Regions from separate parts of the Mus musculus genome. Here region 2 is linked to region 1. The links are chromatin contacts, called in public HiChIP or PLAC-seq maps. All regions are on one chromosome and are shown on one strand. The core of a region is the stretch at or near the end of the contact, and the rest is flanking DNA. Distances in the headings are between cores, read along the strand shown.

Region 1 (3,988 bases), core at 1,039-3,538:
GGCTCCTCCCAGTGTGACCTGGTGGTGCCTGGTCCCCCCATCTATTTTGCACATTTCACCTGCTGCCTGGCCACGTTTATATTCTCTCTTCTCTAGTAGGAATATTCATTACTCCCATCAGGGTGGCCCTGACTTGTTGAGGCTTTTCAGTACCAAATTTATGGTCATATCCTATGAGAAGCAGAGGTTGGGAAGCGCACCTCCTGTGATATGTGAGCCTACTGAAGACAGCCTAAGCATTCAGATGTTCTCTCAGCTCAGGTGCATGGGAAAGGCTGGCCTCAGCCACCGACTGGCATCAACTGGCTTGTTCCTGACTTCCGTTAGCTTGCTTTGTCACGCTCTCTGGGCTCACCTAAATAAGGTGACTCTTGTGGTCCTAGGTCACCAGCTATGTCTGTCCACCCGAGTGTCCAGAGGCGTTGAATCTCTTGGCTGTTTGTCTGTATCACAGCAGGCTGTCAGAACTCCTGGCTGGTACAGTGGGCACTGCATGGTATGGTAGGAAAGTCTTGCCCAACAATGAGGCCAACAACACGTCCTCATGGCTTTGTAGTCAAGGAAGTTGCCCCATTTTCTCACTCCCAAGAGACCTGCTTGTAGAGTTACCTCACCTCCACCCCTCATCTGTGTCAAGAAGAACATTTACTCTTGCCTGCCCCCCACCTCAAAAGTGGCTCTTCCCTGCGCCTGTCCAAGATAGGATGGCCTTTCATGGGGGAAAGGTAGCCTTGATGATGGTTACACACAAATGCCAAAACTTTTCAAACACAGCCTGCTCTGCGTGGCCAGTCGTCTGAGTAGTCACACCATACTCCTTTTCAGTTGTGTTAGGTAGGAGCGGCTGGGACCATCTTTCTAAAGCGTGCTTTTTCCATTTGTTCTTTTAATGGGAGAACCATTCCCTTTGTGTTTCCTCACGGTGTAAAGGAACCCTTAGCCAGGATCTTTCTTTTTTGTCTCCTGCCAGTGGCACTGTGACATAGTAGAGAAGGTGTTGACAAACATGGATACTCATAGCCCTTTCCAGACCATCACTCCCTGGCTGTGGCCCTGCCTTCCCCTGTTGGTTTGGTTTGATTTGGTCTTTAGTGTATACAGTCGGATTCCAGCCCTGCTGACCTCGTGCTGAGGCTCCGCAGCAGGACAGGGAGCACCGGCAATCACAGCCTAACATCTGGGTCTGGGGAGAGCTCTCAGTACTGTCTGTGCCCCACGCCATCCCACCTGTACAAGCCCCAAAGCCTCAGAGCCTTATGAGACTGGCACATAGTAGGTGTGTCGCACATGTGTTTGAGTACGTAGTGACTGGGACACACCCCCACATGAGAAGCCTGTTTCCAACCAGGCTGTGCCCAACAGGTTCAGCAGCATATTCCCAAGCCTCAACATGGCGGTGAAGCGGCGGGAGCAGGCCTTGCAGGACTACGGGAGGCTGCAGGCCAAGGTGGAGAAGTACGAGGAAAAGGAGAAGACTGGCCCCGTGCTGGCCAAGCTCCACCAGGTACAGGGGAGACGCAATAGGCTAAATGGAACAACCATTGCCACGGGGTCCTCCTTTCAGGACCTGCGGAACCAGGATACTAGCTATTTCCACCCACCCTGCCCCCTTCAGTGACAGCCCTGACTCCAAGGTCTTGTTCCCCAGGCCCGAGAAGAGCTACGTCCTGTGCGGGAAGACTTTGAGGCCAAGAATAAACAACTCCTGGATGAGATGCCGCGGTTCTATGGCAGCCGACTTGACTATTTCCAACCCAGCTTTGAGTCCCTGATCCGGGCACAGGTGAGACAAGGCTTTTCCCTTGGGGAATCATCTTTGTAGGAACCCAGTTCCCGTTAGACATAGCCATGCTCTGCACAGACAGCAACACCTCCCTGCACCAGGCTCTATGAAAGTTCATGTGTTGTCCTAGTCAGCCCTGGTGCCTGGCACTGATACTGTACTGGAACTTCTGTTGGGTATCCTCCATTGGCAATCCACTCAGTCCCAACCCTATGATAGACAGGGTTCCTTTTTGTTTAACTCTTCGCCCCTTGAGTTCTTCCTCCCTTGCTTAATTAAGCAAGCAAGAAAAGCCCTGATTGCATCTTTAGCTACCACTTTGACTGAGCAGATCCTTTGAGAGGCCAGTAGTGACTGCTTGTGAGCCCAATAGGAGAGTTCCATTAGCCAGAGACCACAGGAGTCTTAACTTTCAGTTTCCTAGGGAGGGGTCCTGAATAGGCTCTGAAATGCTGGCCACTAGATATGAAGTGCCCCCTCGTGGAGAACAAATGGGAGTGCAGACCAGTATGGGGGTGGCAGCCAGAAAGAGGGTAAAACCCAGTCGGAGCCCAGTGTCTCCTGCTGCTGGGTCCAATTGGGATGGCATGCAGCAGGCTCCTGCCCTCCTCTCGCTGTTCATCTTCAGGCTTGTTCTCACCACTGGCAAGGTGGGAGAGGCAGTGGTACTGGAGCCAGGAGCAGGGCTTCTGCACACAGACCTCCTCACTGATCGCGGGTATTGGCTTCCATCTCTGGACTCCAACACTCTCTGGCCACCAAGCTAAGGCTTCTTGTCCACAAATTCTGCCTGCCCTGCTTCTTGTCTTAGCTGCACCTCTGCTGCCCTCCAGTGGACATCATCATTCCCTGTTGCTTTCCTAGCCACAGGGGCCATGGTAAAGCCTGATTCCCACTTCCCAGCCTTCATTTGGAATGATACCCAAAGCCATGGCGTAGAATGCCCATCAAGAAGCCCAGGCAAGGTTTGGACTGGAGCCTGGACTTGCTAGTGACACGTTTTCAGTCCGGTGCTCTCTAGGGAGTGAGACAGACAACAGAAGCGGGAGGATGCTCTCCTGTAGTCCCTGCAGGTGAGGGCTGCCTTCCAGCTGCTGCACCCTCTGTTTGGATGAGGCCTGGATTTACAGGAGATCTTGGCCTGCTCTCTTTTGCTGACACCTGCCTCTGCTTCTAGTGAGCTGCATACACCATCCCCACCCCCAGATCCTTAGAGGAAGCTGCAGGGTGCCCAGGCTATGGGGTACCCCGTAACCAAGCAGCAGGGTAGCCAGGGTTGTTTACCACCTCTCCCTGTGCCAGCCTCCTTCTCACCCGGCTGCTGCTGCTATTAGTCACTAGAGAAGTGCGCATTCCAGATGACTCAACAGGCATTGTGTCTTAGGCAGGGATTGGGGGCGGGGGTACCTGGCCCGCTACAACTTAGCTGGGGATTCTAAAGAGACTTCCTAGGATACCATGTCCCACTGGCCCTTGCTGCACAGCCACCCTCCCAGTCCCCATCGTCTGGTTTCTTAGATGGAAGGAGAATCCTAGAGACATCTCAAAGTTGAGGTGCTTGAAGAATGGGGACACTTTGATGAGATGTGATGTCACATCAGGAAGTGGAAGCTGAGGCAGAAATGGCCTCTAGCCTCTGTGGAAAAGTCGCCATCTATCACATAGAGAAACCCCTCCACTCTTGGACCTGCCTCCCACCTCTCACCCAGTCACTCTCACCACATCAGTGCTGCTTTTCTTCCAGGCAACTTAACCTAGATGTGATAACTAGCAAAACTGGGAAGGGGTGGGATCTGGGGAGCTGACACCTCCCTTAACTGGACTTCTAGGGCCAGCTCTCAAGACTTGGGGAGCCAATGTCTGCTGGGTTCTTCTTCCATGACCAAAAGCCCCTGGCTCCTCTCCTTGCTTAGAAACAGCAGTAAGCCCCAGGCCTGCCCTTGCCCACATACTGCCCTCTGGCACCCTCAAATGTAGTCTCCCTGCCCAATCTAGCTATTTTGGTCTTGACAAACCTTTCTCTGTGGTATATATTTCCAAAAGCCCCAGCTGTGGTTCCCTACCCCTAGACTGCTGAGGGATAGATAGATAGGGTGAGGTCTAAGAGGCAGTGATGGAACAAGTGAGAGACACACCCCACCGCCTTCAGCCAGAGCAACCCACAGACCCAGAGCCAGGCCCTGCTTGTGCCTCTCACCTGCTTTG
Region 2 (3,988 bases), core at 961-3,460, 41 kb after region 1:
GAAACAAGACAGTACACCTCTACCACCTTTTTCTCTGTCTTTCCTGGTCTTGCCAGCTTCTCAGCTAATCCCTTACAGGCTTGAGTGGCAACCTCCCCCCAAATCCCCCATACACTGGCATTCAAACATGGGCCTCCCAAGGAATGTGATGGCAGAATGTCAGGAACTGAGCTTGGGAATACTTCTGGATAGAGAACCCTGCCCGTGCAAATCATACCTTGCAGGTGGCTGCCTAAACACCACCCTTGCCCTGAGTGCTCTCCAGCCAGGACCTGGGCCCGAGCCTGGGTGAAAAAGAAACTAGCAAGCTCCCAAGAGCAAGCAGAAGCACCTGCCCTGTGTAACTACCCTAAATGGCTGCCGGCAGGTGTGAGGGTTGAGACTTAGGGCAAAGGGCAGGCCCTGTCCTTGGTCCCCTTCCTTTCATCTTCTAATGGCCCTCCTAAAGGAGCCCTCACATACTCATGCCACAAAGCACAACTGTTCCCCTGGCCAACATTGCCCCAGAAGACTCCAGGCTCCAGAACAAATTGGGGAAAGTACCCGTGGGGAACAAGACCCCCTTTCAGGGGGTAGCTAGCTCCTTATCTCCTAAAAACAGCCCTTACCTTGGTCACAATGATGGGTGTGTGGAAATCTCTGCCCCCGCTAATTCGGAAGCCCCAAGGTGCTGGTCCTGCCACATCCACAGTCAACGCCATGCCTGAGGAAGAGAAGACTGGGAGGTGGGGCCCACTTCCACAGTACACCCCAAAGCAAAGGGAGAAGACGGTGGCTGGTCTCAGAGCAGCCCAGCAGGGCCTGGGCCTGGCGGGTGGTGACAGAGGAAGTGACTAAGTCCCTCCCTCTTCTAAGAGTTTCACTTCCCCCCACCCTGGGAGGCCTTGAAGACTCTGAGTTCCCCCTTCTAGGGTCTTCAGACTAGTAGATCCCCTAAGACAGGCAGCAGTCCCACTGACAAGAGGTCAGACTTCCATACAAGTGCTTGGTGGAGAACTGTGGGAAGGAATTAGCAGGTGGTAGGAGTGAACGCACCCCGCACCCCTTCACTACCTGTTTCCTGTTCCCTAAACGAAGAGCACAAAATACTTTCTACACTCTGTATAGAGTATACAGGAGGACAGCAAGCCTCAGGATAGCCCCACCAGACAGCAAGAAGTTAGCAGAGGCTGGGGCTGGCAGGTGTCAGACTAAGGTCTTCAGAGGGGCTACCTGGCTCCCTGCCTGACCCCAACAGCTGGGTTCAGATGAACAAGAGGAAGCTTGCTACCTCCTCTAGGGGCCTGCTGCACCCTAGTGAGCAGCCTGAGAAAGGAGGCCAAGGCTCATCTGCCAAGGGAAGCACACCCACACCCACAGCCACCCTGGTACTGGCCAGCAGGGCAAGTTCATGATGCTGCCAGTTTGGCCACAAACTTCTCATCCACAGCCCCCGCTGACCCACAAGGGAGTGTCCTTGTGGACCAGGCCCTCCTAGGATTTCCTGAGCCTCTAGATCTGGAGCCAGGAGCCAACCCAGGCAGGAAGCTGCAATGCCAGCCTGGGCACCACCCAGCCCAGCACCCATCCTCAGGCTGTCCCTGGGGAGATATGGGTCAGCAAGTATGTCCAATATCTCAAGAACATCAAGGCCTGGGGGGAGGGGGAGGCTGTCCAGGCCAGCAGTCCGACTGTCTTGTCCCCCAGGCAACTGGCTTTGCCTTTCACCCAGGCCCAGCCACGGTGTCCCAGGCTGATCACAGAAAGACTGAAAACGCCCTGAGATTCTCAGACCTTTGAGCCGACCAGTGGACTCAGTGAACTGCCTAGCTGTCAGTCTGGCTGTCCCCAGTACCAGTTCTCAAGCTTGCTTCCCAACAAGTCCAAAATACCCCGGGGCGGAGGGGGTTGGGGGTGGGACTGGGACTGGGACTAGAGGACGAGTGTCTGGGTCAGGGGAGAACCCAAGCCAAGGGGTATCCAGGTCGAAGAGAAGTTTCAGGGAAAAGGGGCTTTGGGCCGAGGGTAGGGTCCGGTGAGGAGGAGATCGCCGAGGGCGGTGGCCCGCGGAGGGTGCAGGTGGGCGCGCGCTCACCTGGCTGCCGCTTGCCTGTCGGGCTGGGCGGTCAGGCCAGCCAGGAAAGGGAAGGAGGGAGGGAAGAACGGAGGGAGTAAGGACGAGGAGCCGCCGCCGTTCCACCGCAGCCGTCTGTCCGACTCTAGGGAGAGCTCGCCCGGGGCTCCCAGACCTGCCTCCGCCCATGTGATCCCGGGGCCGCCCCTGCCGCCGCCCCTGGCCCGGGAAGCCGCCTCCTCTGCGCTGCCGAGCCGGGGCGCCGCCACCTGGCCCGCGCCTTGTGGGGGAGCTGGAAGTGGGCGAGCGAGAAGAGCAGACCCTCCTGAAAACCGCCTCTAGACTGAGACCCTTCCGAGGTGTCCACATCCTCCGGACTGTCCCTAAGCACAGGGGGTCGGTTCAAATGACAAACCATCCCCACGGTGCGCAGTATACAGAGACTGCGTCCCACCCCACAATAGGAAAGGATCCCTCGATGTCGCGGTCCCCAGACCTCTGTCAGACAACCGCTGGCTTGATGGACCTGTCTGTGGTCCATCCGATTCTTCTGCCCACTCCTGGCTCCGATGTTGGAGCAGATACAGTCCCGATACCCACACATCTCAAGCCTGGGCCACACCTCCACCCTCCTATCTCTTCCCAGACAGATGCCCCTGGCTTTGTACTGCCAGCGCAGTGACTTAGCCCCAGATACCCCCGCAAGCCTGCCCTGAGCAGGGAGACATGCCCAGACCCAGAGGAGATAGAGAGCACTTGGCAGGGTCATCAGGCACCTCCTCTCCCACCATTCTGCCTGGCATGGGCCAGCTCTAAGCACTACGGAGGACCCTGTCTGCCCAATTCCTATGCCAGACTCCATGACTCAGGGCAACGGTGTGGAGGTGGGGAGAGCAGGTGTAGGCCCAGGAAGGAGGAGCCATCTGACCAGAGGGTCCCCCAGAGCTATACCTGGCAACTCTTGCCCTGGGGAGTTGAGAGCCCACGCAGCTGCCTCCTGCCTCTTCAGTTGCTCTTACAACTTGGCACAGCGTAGAGCACACCTGTGGACCCAGCTGTAACCTGCCTGCCTCGGGTGTGAGTCATTCTCTCCGAGTTCCCCAAGAGAATTGCCCTCGCCACCCTCACCATCCTCCTCACCTACGACGCGCATCGGTGTGGCTCAGAGTCTCTGCACTTCCCAGCCAGCCAGGTTGCCTCCCTGGCCCCACCTCCCACAGTCTCTCCTTGGGCAGGTAAATGGCTCTACCACAGACTAATTCCAGGGGCCTCCAAGAGGGGCCCCTTGTCTGCTGCACCTGCTCTCCCTCCGCAGCTAGTTTGGAAGCCTTTTATGTTTGTTTGGTTTGGTGCTGGGGATTGAAGACAGGGCCCCAGATCTGTACGTATTCTCCCTTTTAAGCTCTACCCTCAGTTCCCTGAAAACCTCTTGAGCAGCCCTCGGGTAGGGCAGGCACTGCCTGGGGTTCACACTGTCCGATCCTCGAGTGTCATGGCTTCCTTTAACTGTGTGTGTGGTGTTGCGTGGTGTGCTGTTTACTTTTTGTCGACTTGATACAAACTAGAGTTCTGTGGAAAGAGGGAATCTCACCTCACCGGGCAATTGCTTCCCTCAGACTGTCTTGTGGGCGTGGCTGTTGGGGGGAACATTTTCTTGATGGCTGATTGATGCGGGAGGGCCCAGCCCACTGTGGGCGGTTCCATCCCTTGGTAGGTGGTCCTGAGTGGTATAAGTAAAGCAGGCTGTGCAAGCCCTGAAGATCAAGCCCCATCGCTCCTGCTTGACTTCCTGCCTGGAGTCCCTTTGATGATGGACTGTGTTGTGGAACTGTAAAAACCCTTTTCTCCCCAAGTTGCTTTTGGTCATGTTCTATCCCAACAATAGAAACCCTGACTCTGACAGTGTTTTACCACAGCAACTGGGAAACAAAGCCA

The links. HiChIP or PLAC-seq counts read pairs in DNA pulled down with a chosen protein or histone mark.
Region 2: a contact with region 1 is called in a CTCF HiChIP or PLAC-seq map of the NIH/3T3 cell line, with 10 read pairs. The contact joins the promoter of Pdlim2 here to the enhancer-like site in region 1. A contact is called at or near these places in 9 of 39 promoter capture datasets (3T3-L1-derived adipocytes, the C10 cell line, HPC-7-derived erythroid cells and 5 more), 5 of 15 datasets of contacts at CTCF or cohesin (the G1E-ER4 cell line, the NIH/3T3 cell line, embryonic stem cells and 2 more), 52 of 484 Hi-C or Micro-C datasets (the AML12 cell line, B cells, the Ba/F3 cell line and 26 more), 5 of 115 datasets of contacts at active chromatin or transcription factors (the HPC-7 cell line, embryonic stem cells, epiblast stem cells and 1 more) and 4 of 9 other capture datasets (adipose tissue, embryonic stem cells, liver and 1 more).

The regions. Positions count from the first base shown.
Region 1 is chr14:70,133,088-70,137,075 of GRCm38.p6, forward strand. Bin3 (bridging integrator 3) reads left to right here. Exons shown (of 9, transcript NM_021328.4): 7 at 1,363-1,504; 8 at 1,649-1,783. Among named protein-coding and RNA genes, the nearest start is that of Ccar2, 19 kb to the right of the region's middle. Within about 2 kb of position 2,289, at least 75 of the 459 cell types and tissues checked have an H3K27ac peak or open chromatin away from gene starts, as enhancers often do. A contact at or near this core is called in the AML12 cell line, the HPC-7 cell line, the NIH/3T3 cell line and 4 more, where this site is marked.
Region 2 is chr14:70,174,605-70,178,592 of GRCm38.p6, forward strand. Pdlim2 (PDZ and LIM domain 2) reads right to left here and starts at 2,211. Exons shown (of 10, transcript NM_001253736.1): 1 at 2,075-2,211; 2 at 609-703. The coding sequence starts at 701.